Linked DNA regions of Mus musculus: region 1 is linked to region 2. Evidence: chromatin contacts called from public promoter capture Hi-C data. All regions are on one chromosome and are shown on one strand. The core of a region is the stretch at or near the end of the contact, and the rest is flanking DNA. Distances in the headings are between cores, read along the strand shown.

Region 1 (5,158 bases), core at 794-3,293, 520 kb before region 2:
CCTGCTGTCTCAATTGCCTGGTTAGCACTTCACACCTACTTAACAACTAAAATTCAAAGTCTAAATTCTCTGTTGAAATAACTTTTATTTGAAGGCGGGGTGTGGAACAACGCTTCAGTGGGTGAAGCGCTCCCATGCAAGTGAGGGAACCAGAGATCTCTAGCTCTCAAGTAAATGTCACCTGTATGTAATTCCAGCTCCCCAAGGTGGAGTCAGGGGATCCCTAGAGCAAGCTAGCTAACAAAACCAGACAACATGACAAATTCTGTGATGAACTGAGAGAAGCTGCCTCAATGGGTAAGGTAAAGAGTAATTGAGGAAAACACCCATATGGTTTAAACCTATGATCTCTGTCTTCTAACTGGATCCTGATGCAGATTGGTACCAGGAGTGGGATGTGTACCTACCTACTGACTTACACATATGCCTGAATAAGGTATATGTACTAGTTCCTACTCATTAGAACCCAGTTGTGCTATCAAAGTTGCTATTACTCAGATATCTGGTGACTTTGGGTACTTATCTGTGGAGATGGTAACCACATGTTAAAAATAGAACCAGAAAGAAAGGAAGATCCTGTCTTTGTACCCTGATCATTCTGGAGCTGTTATAACAGACTGAGATTTCTTGTGCTGGGGAGAGAAATAAACCATCTTCATTTCTTCATATCATTCACAGCTCAACCTAAACTGAGGCAATTCAAGGTCATATACTCATAGCTCAGACTTGAGATGAAGTTACCAGTTCAGAAAACCTGCTTGTCACATCACACAGTCAAAGTAAGATGCCCGGAGAATCAGTGCCTAGTAGACTATTACCTTGCCGGGAGAATTGCAAAGCCAGGCAAGCTTGTAATCTCAGTAGCTAGGAAGCTGAGGCCCAAGACACAAGACCAGCCTGAGAGACACAGCAAAACCTCGGGAGGAAGAAGAGGAAAGCAGGAAGGGGGCAACGAAGGCAGAAGCAGCTGCTGCAAAAGCCTGTTCGGAGAGTAGCAGCCTCTCAGAAACATGACAGAGAAGGCTGAGGTCATTGACCAGATCACATGCATCATTTTATTTAATCCTCATGAAAACCCTGGGATGTCAGTGGTGTTGTCATCCCCATCTTTTGGATGAACAACGGACATATCAATGAATGAGTTAGCCTCCTGGGTCACCCAACTGTAAGTGGTAGAGCTGGAGAGTGAGCCCAGACATGTCCGGGCCCAAAGCCTGTACTTCTCAGCCTACAGGCCGCACAGGGGAGGCATACCACTGACAGCAAGACCGCTACTTCCACAGGAAGCTCTGAGAGCAAAGCCTTCCTCTACTGTAGATGGTGTTTCTACATACGAAGAGATAGAGCCATCTAAAGCAGTGGTTCTTAGACTGTGGGTTGAGACCCTTTTAGAGCTGAAGGACCCTTTTACAAGGATCACCTAAGACCATCAGAAAACACAGACATTCGTAACAGTAACAACATTACAGGTAAGAGTTAAGTAGCAACAAAAATAACTTTAGGGTTGAGGGTCACCACCGCATAAGAAACTGTGTTAAAGGGCGGCATCATTAGGAAGGTTAAGAACCACTGCTCTAAAGGAAAACCAGATTCTAAACACAAACACTACTTACCCGCTCTCTGCTCCCATGCTGACTTGAGTCTCAAAATGCTGGTGAGGTTGAACACATGGAGGCCAACGGAGAGCTTGCCAGGAGACAGACAAGATGTCAGGTAAAAGAAAATTACCTTCATTCCAGATCAATAAGGTGCATGTAAGATTCATCATGGGACTGTTCAACTAATATTGATTAGTATTCCCAAGAGCTGGCTCCCCAAACATTTTAATAGAAATTAAATTTAATAAAGACTCCTAGGACAACCCAGAAGTCAATTGGTATATATTTTCAGACCAGAGGACATTCTCCAGTGGTTCTTTATACAGTATAGGCTCTCTCTGGGACCCTGAAAGGTCTATTGTCCTTCACACTAAACTACAAAATACTAGTTCACTTGAAGAACTGAACTGGGAATCCAGCTGCCAGCCGTTATTGTGCAAAGCAGGACACAGTGAGTTGAAAATTATATTTTTCCAATTAGCACAGTGGGAAACACTGTGAAGCATTCAGCTCCAGCCTGCAATTAGAGAACATTTGCTTCCAGAAATAGAATGAATGGAAGTGGAGACCTGCTATCTAGGTCTTCAGCAATAATATCCCAGTCAGGGAGACCTGCTACCATTTCCCAGCAAATAACCATCTCACTCTTTTTAAAAAGAAGCATTCTGCACTGCACCACAGTGTACTCAGCAGGGACCAACCACTCAACACCATCCCCGGCTGTAACAGCCCAGTCTTCTGGAAGGCAAGTACTACCCGTGAGCAGCCTGTGTTTCATTTCACAGCCGCAAGTATACTCCACCACAAAAGTAGGTTTGGTAGTAGCATCTTCACACTCTCCATTGATGCCCAGCTGCCTGACCCTTCTCAGCCCTCAGAATTTTCTTGTCTCTCACATGAAACAGCAAAAGTGTAGGAGATGAGGAGATCGCTCCGTGGGCAAGGCATTTGCTGCAGAAGCCTGAGGACCTGGGTTCAGATTCCTAGCACCCACATAGAAGCCGAGCACAGCAATGCGTGTCTACGGCCACTCGGAGGAGGGACACACAGGTAGATCACCTGGGGCTTGCTGGCCAGCCAACCTCATTGAAATAGCAAACTTCAGGTTCTGAGAGACCCTGACTCAAAAAGGAAGTTTGACGGCAATAGAGGTAGACACCTAGGGACCTCTGACCTCCATACATGCACACATGCACAGATAAAGAAAGAAGAAAACAAGAAAAGCAGGCATTTAAAGAATTAAGGTTTCTTAGACCAGGTAAAGATTGAGGCAGATCAGCAGTAGGATAGAGTGGATGCAGTGACCTTATTAAGAAGGGCAAAGCACTAAACAAGGCTTTAGTGAAAGCAAGGGCAGGACATGGTAATTAAGATGCGTGCAAACATCCTATGTTACAGAAGAGGGGAGGCTCAGCAGAGCAGGCACTCCGTTTCGTGAGGTCTTACAAAGAACACCAGAGCATTTACTGAGCAAGCCTTAATGGGCCACCTTTGCTCTGCCAGCACTTTATACTGCCTGGAGGTGAAAGCGTAAGGCGGCAGAGGAGAGCAGACATTTTTATTTGCTGCCGAGCAGGTAATAAAGATTGAAAACCTGGCGTGGCCCAGCGTGGCCTACCTTGCAACACTTAAGGCCACTTGCAAATGAGCAGTGGCAGGATTGTGTAGTGTGTGTCTCTTAGGACAGGAAGCTTACTGGTGACAGTGATTCAGGACTGACATTCATTCTAGAATGAAGCCGTCTGACTTCCAGACTCCAAGGGGGCTTACCAAGAATAAACAACTCAGGGGTGAGGGAAAGGGAATGGGAGGGGTTAGAGGCAAGTCAACCAAGACTAAAAATGCACAGGAAGGAAGCCCTGTGCAAACCCACTACTTCATATGCTATGATTTTTATTTTTTGTTTGCTTTTGTTTTGTTGAGACAAGGTTTCTCTGTGTAGCCCTTGGCTGTCTTGGAACTCTTTTGATCAGGTTGGCCTCAAACTCAGAGATCCACCTGTCTCTGCCTCAATTGCTGGGATTAAAAGAAAGGCATGTGCCACCACAGCCCAGCCTTAAAATATATTTTAATTGAAATAGTAACATCACTTCCGCCTCTATTTCCTCCCTCCAGCCCCTCCCCTGCCCCCCAACTCTCAAGCTGAGAGCCTGTTTTTATGTGATTATTAGTGAGTACATGTCTATGTATGTGTATATACATACACAAATATGTAAATACAACCTGCTGAGTCCTTTTTTTTTTTAATGTATATAATTTCAGGGCTAATCATTCTAGATCGGACAACCAATAAGGGGATTCATTCCTGGGAGAGGCCAGTCCTCCTTTCTCCCAGCAGTCAATAGTTACTTATACTTCTTTGTCTAGGGAGTGGGACAAAGCAGAAATTGTCCATTGATATTGCCCTTGTTCTGGTCTTTTTTATATTTCACAGCAGACTTGATGGAATTCCAGCTCTCACAATCTTTCCACCCCCTCTTCCGCAATGTCCCCTGAGCCACGGATGCCGGAGCTGTGGTGTGGATGAACTCACTGGGGCCTGGGTTCCTCACATCCTTGATCTCTACATGTGTCCAGTTGCAGTTCTGTTATGGTTGCCTTTTGCTGTAAAAGGAGGCTTCCTTGATGAGGAGTGGGAGCTACACTTTCCTGTGCAAGCAGGATAAGCTTTAGAATGTAGTAAGGAACTGTGCTGGTCTAGCAAGCTGATGGCAGTAGACTCTCTTCTAAGGCCCCTGACCACACTAGGCCCAAGAAGCTGGCTAGGTATAATTTCTATAGAGGGAGTTTGAATGGAGACACCAGGCATGGATGGTGAATGATGCTACTCCTACAAACCATGGATTATTAAACAAAGATCCAGCTACCTCCCTATGAGTTGTCGCTCACAGAGGCCACAGAGGTCTCCAAAGCAGTACAAACTATGACTGTTGCTCCTGACTACTGTCTAGAACTTACCTACTGCTGAAGACACTACATAGGTCAGTTGTAGGACATCAAGCTAGGACTGACCTGGAAGTGCCTTCTACTGGGTGCTTTCATACTGTTAGAAGGTGCTATGCAGCCCACTGGAGAAGCCATCACTCTTCCTCCAGAGTTGGATCCTGGGTGTTACAACACCAACCTGCCAGGCAAGGTGTGCCTGTTGGTACATCCGTGGCATGAGGATTATGGAAGTTTTTAAACAACAACTTTCTGACTGAGGTTAATGCTACAGGAGGGAGAATAAATGTCTGGTACTATACCCTTGCCCAAGAGCCTATGGCCGAAGAGGTCATAGACCCAAGGTAGGAATCTCCTACTGTGATTCAAGTCATGGACAAGTTGTCAGAATGCCTTCTAAGCATTTGGCTGACACCCATAGATCTGTGCTACGCTCAGCCTTGATCGGTGAAGCTGTTTTGCAGTGGACAGCAGTTAATGCAGAGATTCACAATTAGGCAAAGTGCTAAGAATAAATAACTACTAAGTTCTCCACTCTAAATGAGACATGGTTGGAGGGTGGAGAGGAGTGCCATAAAATGCTGTCTTCTGCACGAGTTCCCAGTACTGTGGTTACC
Region 2 (5,404 bases), core at 255-2,754:
AAGAAAATAAAGCATAGATTTAAAAATATCAAACAAAAGCTTTGGTTCCTATCACTCTTCCCATGCTTATGACAGTCACAGCCTCCAAAATGACGCGTGGCCTGCTAGGGCTAGTAGCAAAAGTATACCCGACTTTCAGCGGATTATTAAGAACAGTCCTGGCAGAAAGGCTGAGGAACTTTTGAGGGTTTAGTAATGGAGAATAGAGTGGTCTCAGTTCTTAGCTCGTTTTTTGGCTGTTGATGTTTGTTGCAAATTGTCACGTTGCCTCAAACTACAAATTGCTTATGTAATTTAATGTGCAAGGAAAGAATTGTTTAAAAAAGAAAAAGAAAAGAAAAGGAAAGAAAAGAAAAAAAAGCTCATTTGAGCAAATGAACTTTGAGAGGAAAAATGAGGTTTGTAGCTAAACCATAAACCAAACTTTCCTTAAAAGACAAACTTTAGTCTACCAGATTCAAGATCAAAGAGACAAAATTACACTCCGAATAGAAACAGATCTTTTAGGGCAGGAGCAATACCTGAAGGAACAATACCTGAAATGTGCTTGCTTATAGTAGTCTTCCAACCCCTCCTGCGTCTATTTCTTTTTGGAAAAACCTTGTTTTGTTTTCCCCCCAGCAGCTTCTTTACAAAGTGCCTCAGTGTCATCTGTTGGAGGAACCTGCCATACTTGTTTGCGCTAATCAATCCAGCATGTCAAATTGAACCGCTTGTGAGAGCACTTGTGGTCTGAGCACTTGTTTGTGCTACCCAAACAAAAAAGATTCCGCTCCACAGTAATAATAGTGAAAGGACCGTATCGTCCCCCTCGGCTTTTTGCAGGCTTCTTACACTCACAGACAGGCTGTCCCTACAAAGGAGGGCTAACACAATGTTCAGCAGAGCCCAGGGGAGAAGCCAGAACTAGTCTTTCCCTGGCGGGACACCTAGCCTCCAAGCAACGCCACGCGCTAACGGTGACATCCAACTTTTGCAGCTACTTATTGGTTCACGGCGTGGAATTACCTTGGAATCCTCGGTCTATGATTCGCAGAAACCCCGCCAAAGCTCGGCAAGGCTAGACAGTGTTGAGGGTAAAGTTCTTGGTGCATGCCACGCCAGACCTGAGTTGCATTTCTTAAAGGCTCAAACTTCGCTGCTCCCAGAGCGCCCAACCGGGCTTGAGGTCTTTCTCTGTGGTAATGGGAAGCTCTCGGTTCCCATCGGTTCTACTAAGACGTGCACCCCAAGACCCGGCTAGGGAGCCCCCATAACCCTCTACGGCTCGCTGGAATGAGTAGCAGCTCCCGGAGACCCTGCAACCTGCACTCACCTCCACTCCAGAGCGCGGGTAGCAGCAGCAGCCCCAGTAGCAGTGGGGCCAGAACCATCGCGGGGCCGCGGATCTGGCAGTTCTCTCCGGACAGATGCACGTATCCACCAACGTCCCAAACTCGCCAGTCGCCGAGGGCGCGTGCGAAGCGCCTCAGTCCCGGCCGCCCGGGCAGCAGGCGCCAGAGTGGCAGTGCGGAGTTGGGGATCGCAGGAGTCCTAAGTTAGAAGAGGCGGGCCCAGGGCTCAGGCCCGGGAGGGGCCAGCAGGTTGGAGTGGACAGGGGCGGGAAGGGGGAAGGGCAAAGAGAGCAAAGAAGGATGGAACTGGAGGAGGGGGCGGGAAGGGGAGGATCCAAGGACAAGCCCTAGGGAGGGTGGAGGGGCGGGGCAGAATGGAACTTGGGTCAACTCCAGCAGGTTAACCCCTGGCTTGAGTGTGTAGGAAATCTGGAAGGGAGGTGCTGGAGGAGATGGAACAGAGCTAAGGAGGGCCACCATCTTGAGCTAAAAGGACCGAGAGACGGAGAGGAAGGGGAGGGGGCTAAGAAAGAAAATAATCGGGAGGATGATCTCTGGCTACTTGGTTACATCAGAGGAATCTCACTCTGTATGGGTAGGTAGAAGGGATTGGAAAGGGTAGAGGCCGAATTTAGTGGAGAGCGACGGATGCAACTCCAAGACCTTTAAAGGTTAGTGGGTCCAGCTGCTTTGGAGGGGCAGCGATTCTGCAGTTCAGGCTCTACTGGCATAAGAGGTCCTAGCAGCTGCATTCCAGAGGCTGTGGCCGCCGTGGCAGCACACCCTGCTTGCCAGGTCCTCCCCCTGGCTACTGAAACGGAGTGCAAGAGCGGACCCTGGCGTCAAGATCTTGCAACCTCCACCCCAGAGGTTAGCTCGGGGAGAACTAAGCCGAATCCTGTAAGGAAAGAGTTTGAAACAGGGATGGAAGAAAGTGCTGTTACAGGAAAGGGTGGGAGGCCCAAACCACGGCATCAGATTGTGAATCTCAAAGAAACGGAAGGCGTATGAGGCTTTCTTAAAGGAAATAGAATGATTTGTTTTTCTTTGGAGATAAGATCACATTAGAGCCCAGAGTAAACCACCCTGATAAATTTAAAGTATTTATTACTGAAACTGAGGACAGACCCATACGCACTGTGATACAATAAGCTCCTTGCATCTCTAGCCCTGCAGGAGGACATCAAACCAGAAGCGCTGGATTAAACAGACCCTTGATTGGTGCTTGATGTGAAAGAGCCCAGTTTACTGTGGATGGTGCCATTCCCGGGTAGGTCATTCAGGGATGCATAAGAAAGCAAGCTGAGCAAGCCAGTAAGCAGTTCCTCTATGGTTTGTGCTTAAGTTCTGGCCTCCAGGTTCCTGCCTCGAATTCCTGTTCTGACTTTCCTTCATGATGCATTTCAACTGTAAGCTGAAATAAATTCCCAAGTAGCTTTTGGTCATCACAACAATAGAAATCTACGTAGGACAGACAGGGTCTTGCTATGCTACCTAGGCTGGACTTGAATTCCTGGTTGTGCAAATATTCCAGCCTTCTTAGTAGCTAGAACTGCACGTGTGTGCCACTAGGACTTGCTTAAATCTCACTTTTTTTTTTTCTTTTAAAGGCAAGGTCTAACTATTTAGCCCTAGCTGGAATGGAATTCACTATGTAAACCAGACTGGCCTCAAACTCACAGAGATCTATCTGCTCTGACTTCCATGTGCTAGATAGAATTAAAGGTGTGTGCTACCATGTTCAACACAAATGTGACTTTTTTTCTTTCTGGTTAATTACTTTAGTTTTATGTGTATGGGTGTTTTGACTGCATTCATGTGTATGCTGGGGTACCCATGGAGGTCTGAAGAGGGTGTTGGGTCTCCTAGAATGTAGTTGCAGATACTTGTGAGCTACCAGTTGGGTACTGTGAATTTAACACTGGTCCTCTGCAAGAGCAACAAGTGCTCTTAAGCACTGAGCCAACTTTCCAGCCGCAAATCTGTCTTTGTTAATGGGGCCTCCCTTGTACAGTACTGTTTTATAGGCTACTACCAATGCAGTAGGAATGAAGCACTGGCCATTTTATTAGATTCATAGATTTGGACAGAGGAAATGGATTGTCTTTTCTCTGTGGCCTCTCTGTCTGTGACCTTGAGTATCTAGCACCTGGAGTGACCCCAGCGGGAAGGGACCTGAGAATCTGTGGCCTGGCTTTGTACATCTGCAGTACTGGAACACAGCCATCATAGGCAATATTATCTCTGTGGTTTTGTGCTGAAGTGGCAGAGCAGAATAGTCGTTACAGAGATTGTATGGTTCACAAAGCCATATAATCCAGCCCTTTACATAACCAGCCAAGCCCTGAACTAAAGGTTAGTTCATTTACATAGCTGCTGCCTGCACTGGCATGATTTGGAGACAAGGACTTTGGACCAAAGGATCTAGACAAGCTTAGAGGAAGTCTGGCATGGGAGCTCAGAGCTCCAAGAGTGAGCAATCCAGTGAGCAAGGTAGACCGCTGCTGTGTGGTGCTGAGTGACCTAGCCAGAGGTCAAGTGGCTCTCAGGGTGAAAGCAATGTCAAGCCATACTTGAAGCCGCACACCATAAACTCTTCATGAGAGATGTGTCAAAGAGCTTGCAGTTATGCTTGCACACCTCCACAAACATGCAAACAGAGCTAAAATTTAAAAGCTGCATGCCGGCATATAGCGTTACTTACTATACATCCAAATGAAATTGTAATTTTATCACTGCATTTCTTTTTACCAAACTATGTGAAGAGAAATGTGAGAAAAAATAGAATCAGACTCTATTTTCTATATCTATTTCCATGTTTGTAGAGTACCCAGTGGACAGCATTCATGCAATTTTAGCAGGGCAACAATGACCTGGAACCCATATCTCAGTGACACTCTGTAGCCTAGAGCTTTAGAGCTACTGTTGTTTCTTCATTATTATTGTTGTTTGTTTTTTGGGGGGGTTTTTTGTTTTGTTTTTTTGATTTTTCAACAAAGCATTTCTCTGTGCAGATCTGGCTGTCCTGGAACTGGCTCTGTAGACTAGGCTAGCCTCGAACTCAGAGATCCACCTGTCCCTGCCTCCCAAGTACTGGGATTAAAGGCATACATCAACACCCAACAGCTAGATCTACTGTTTATTAACTAGCCAAAGGAGAGATTATCCAGGGCCTGCAGCATTGTTTATTCAGGGCCAGAGAGGATAACTTCTATTGATTCAAGTTTAGCTGCTTATAACCAACATAAAGTGTGAGCATAATCTATTTATTAGCCATGTTTAATATATCGGTGACATGGCTGGAGACTTTCAATCGAAGACCTAATTGTGCCAGACCATTCATGAAAGGTTAAGACATGCTTCAATGAATGACACCTCTCCCTTTCTTTGAGATAGGCTCTCCTGCATCTTAAATTCTATTCAAGTTTGCTTTATAGTTGAAGATGACCTTGAATTTCAGGTCCTTGTGCCTCATTTCTCTAGTGCTAGGATTACAGATGTGTACCACTCTACCTGGCTTTGTGTGGAGCTGAGGATCAAACCCAGGGCTTGTTGTGCTTGTTAAGTCCCAGGCCCATGACATCACTCTAAACTGGAACCTGCTCTGTAGCCTCCTAACCTCTGCCTCTTGCTATTTTCAGCATTGTTCTTAGTCAGGACCTATAATTTACTCCTGCATCTGTTCCACAAGCGTACCCTCCCCCAGTAGTGCACCCCTAACCCCACCTTCCACCCTCCATCTCCATCAGCTAGCCTCCCTTATCCACTGCGACATAGTTTGGGCTGCCTATCAGCACTGGCTGAAATCTAGACATCAGATTGACCCCAGGATACTCTGCAAATGACCTTGTGGCATGAAAGGATCTTAATCTACTTTCAGTGCTAGAGAGCCATTTGTTCATTACATAAATGGACCATTATCTTTACTGTCAGGTATGAACAAATGCCTAGGAAATGTTCCTGACATAATACACGGCTCCTCCAGCAGGGAGCTTTTATCTCATGGGATCTAGTGCCAGTTGAGGCCTGGATCATGCTGGCTATCACCCATCTAGAATCCACACTATAGT

Evidence for each region. Promoter capture Hi-C pulls out the DNA fragments that hold promoters and counts their contacts.
Region 1: a promoter capture Hi-C map of liver shows a contact between it and region 2, with 6 times the contacts expected there. The contact joins the promoter of A730036I17Rik here to the promoter of Mertk in region 2. A contact is called at or near these places in 12 of 39 promoter capture datasets (the 3T3-L1 cell line, the C10 cell line, the HPC-7 cell line and 7 more) and 1 of 115 datasets of contacts at active chromatin or transcription factors (neural tube).

Annotation. Positions count from the first base shown.
Region 1 is chr2:129,215,854-129,221,011 of GRCm38.p6, reverse strand. A730036I17Rik (RIKEN cDNA A730036I17 gene) reads right to left here and starts at 2,043. Exons shown (of 5, transcript NR_045838.1): 1 at 1,614-2,043.
Region 2 is chr2:128,695,015-128,700,418 of GRCm38.p6, reverse strand. Mertk (MER proto-oncogene tyrosine kinase) reads right to left here and starts at 1,504. Exons shown (of 19, transcript NM_008587.2): 1 at 1,316-1,504. The coding sequence starts at 1,373. Gm39931 (a long non-coding RNA gene) reads left to right here and starts at 1,917. Exons shown (of 5, transcript XR_001783466.2): 1 at 1,917-2,005; 2 at 2,503-2,604.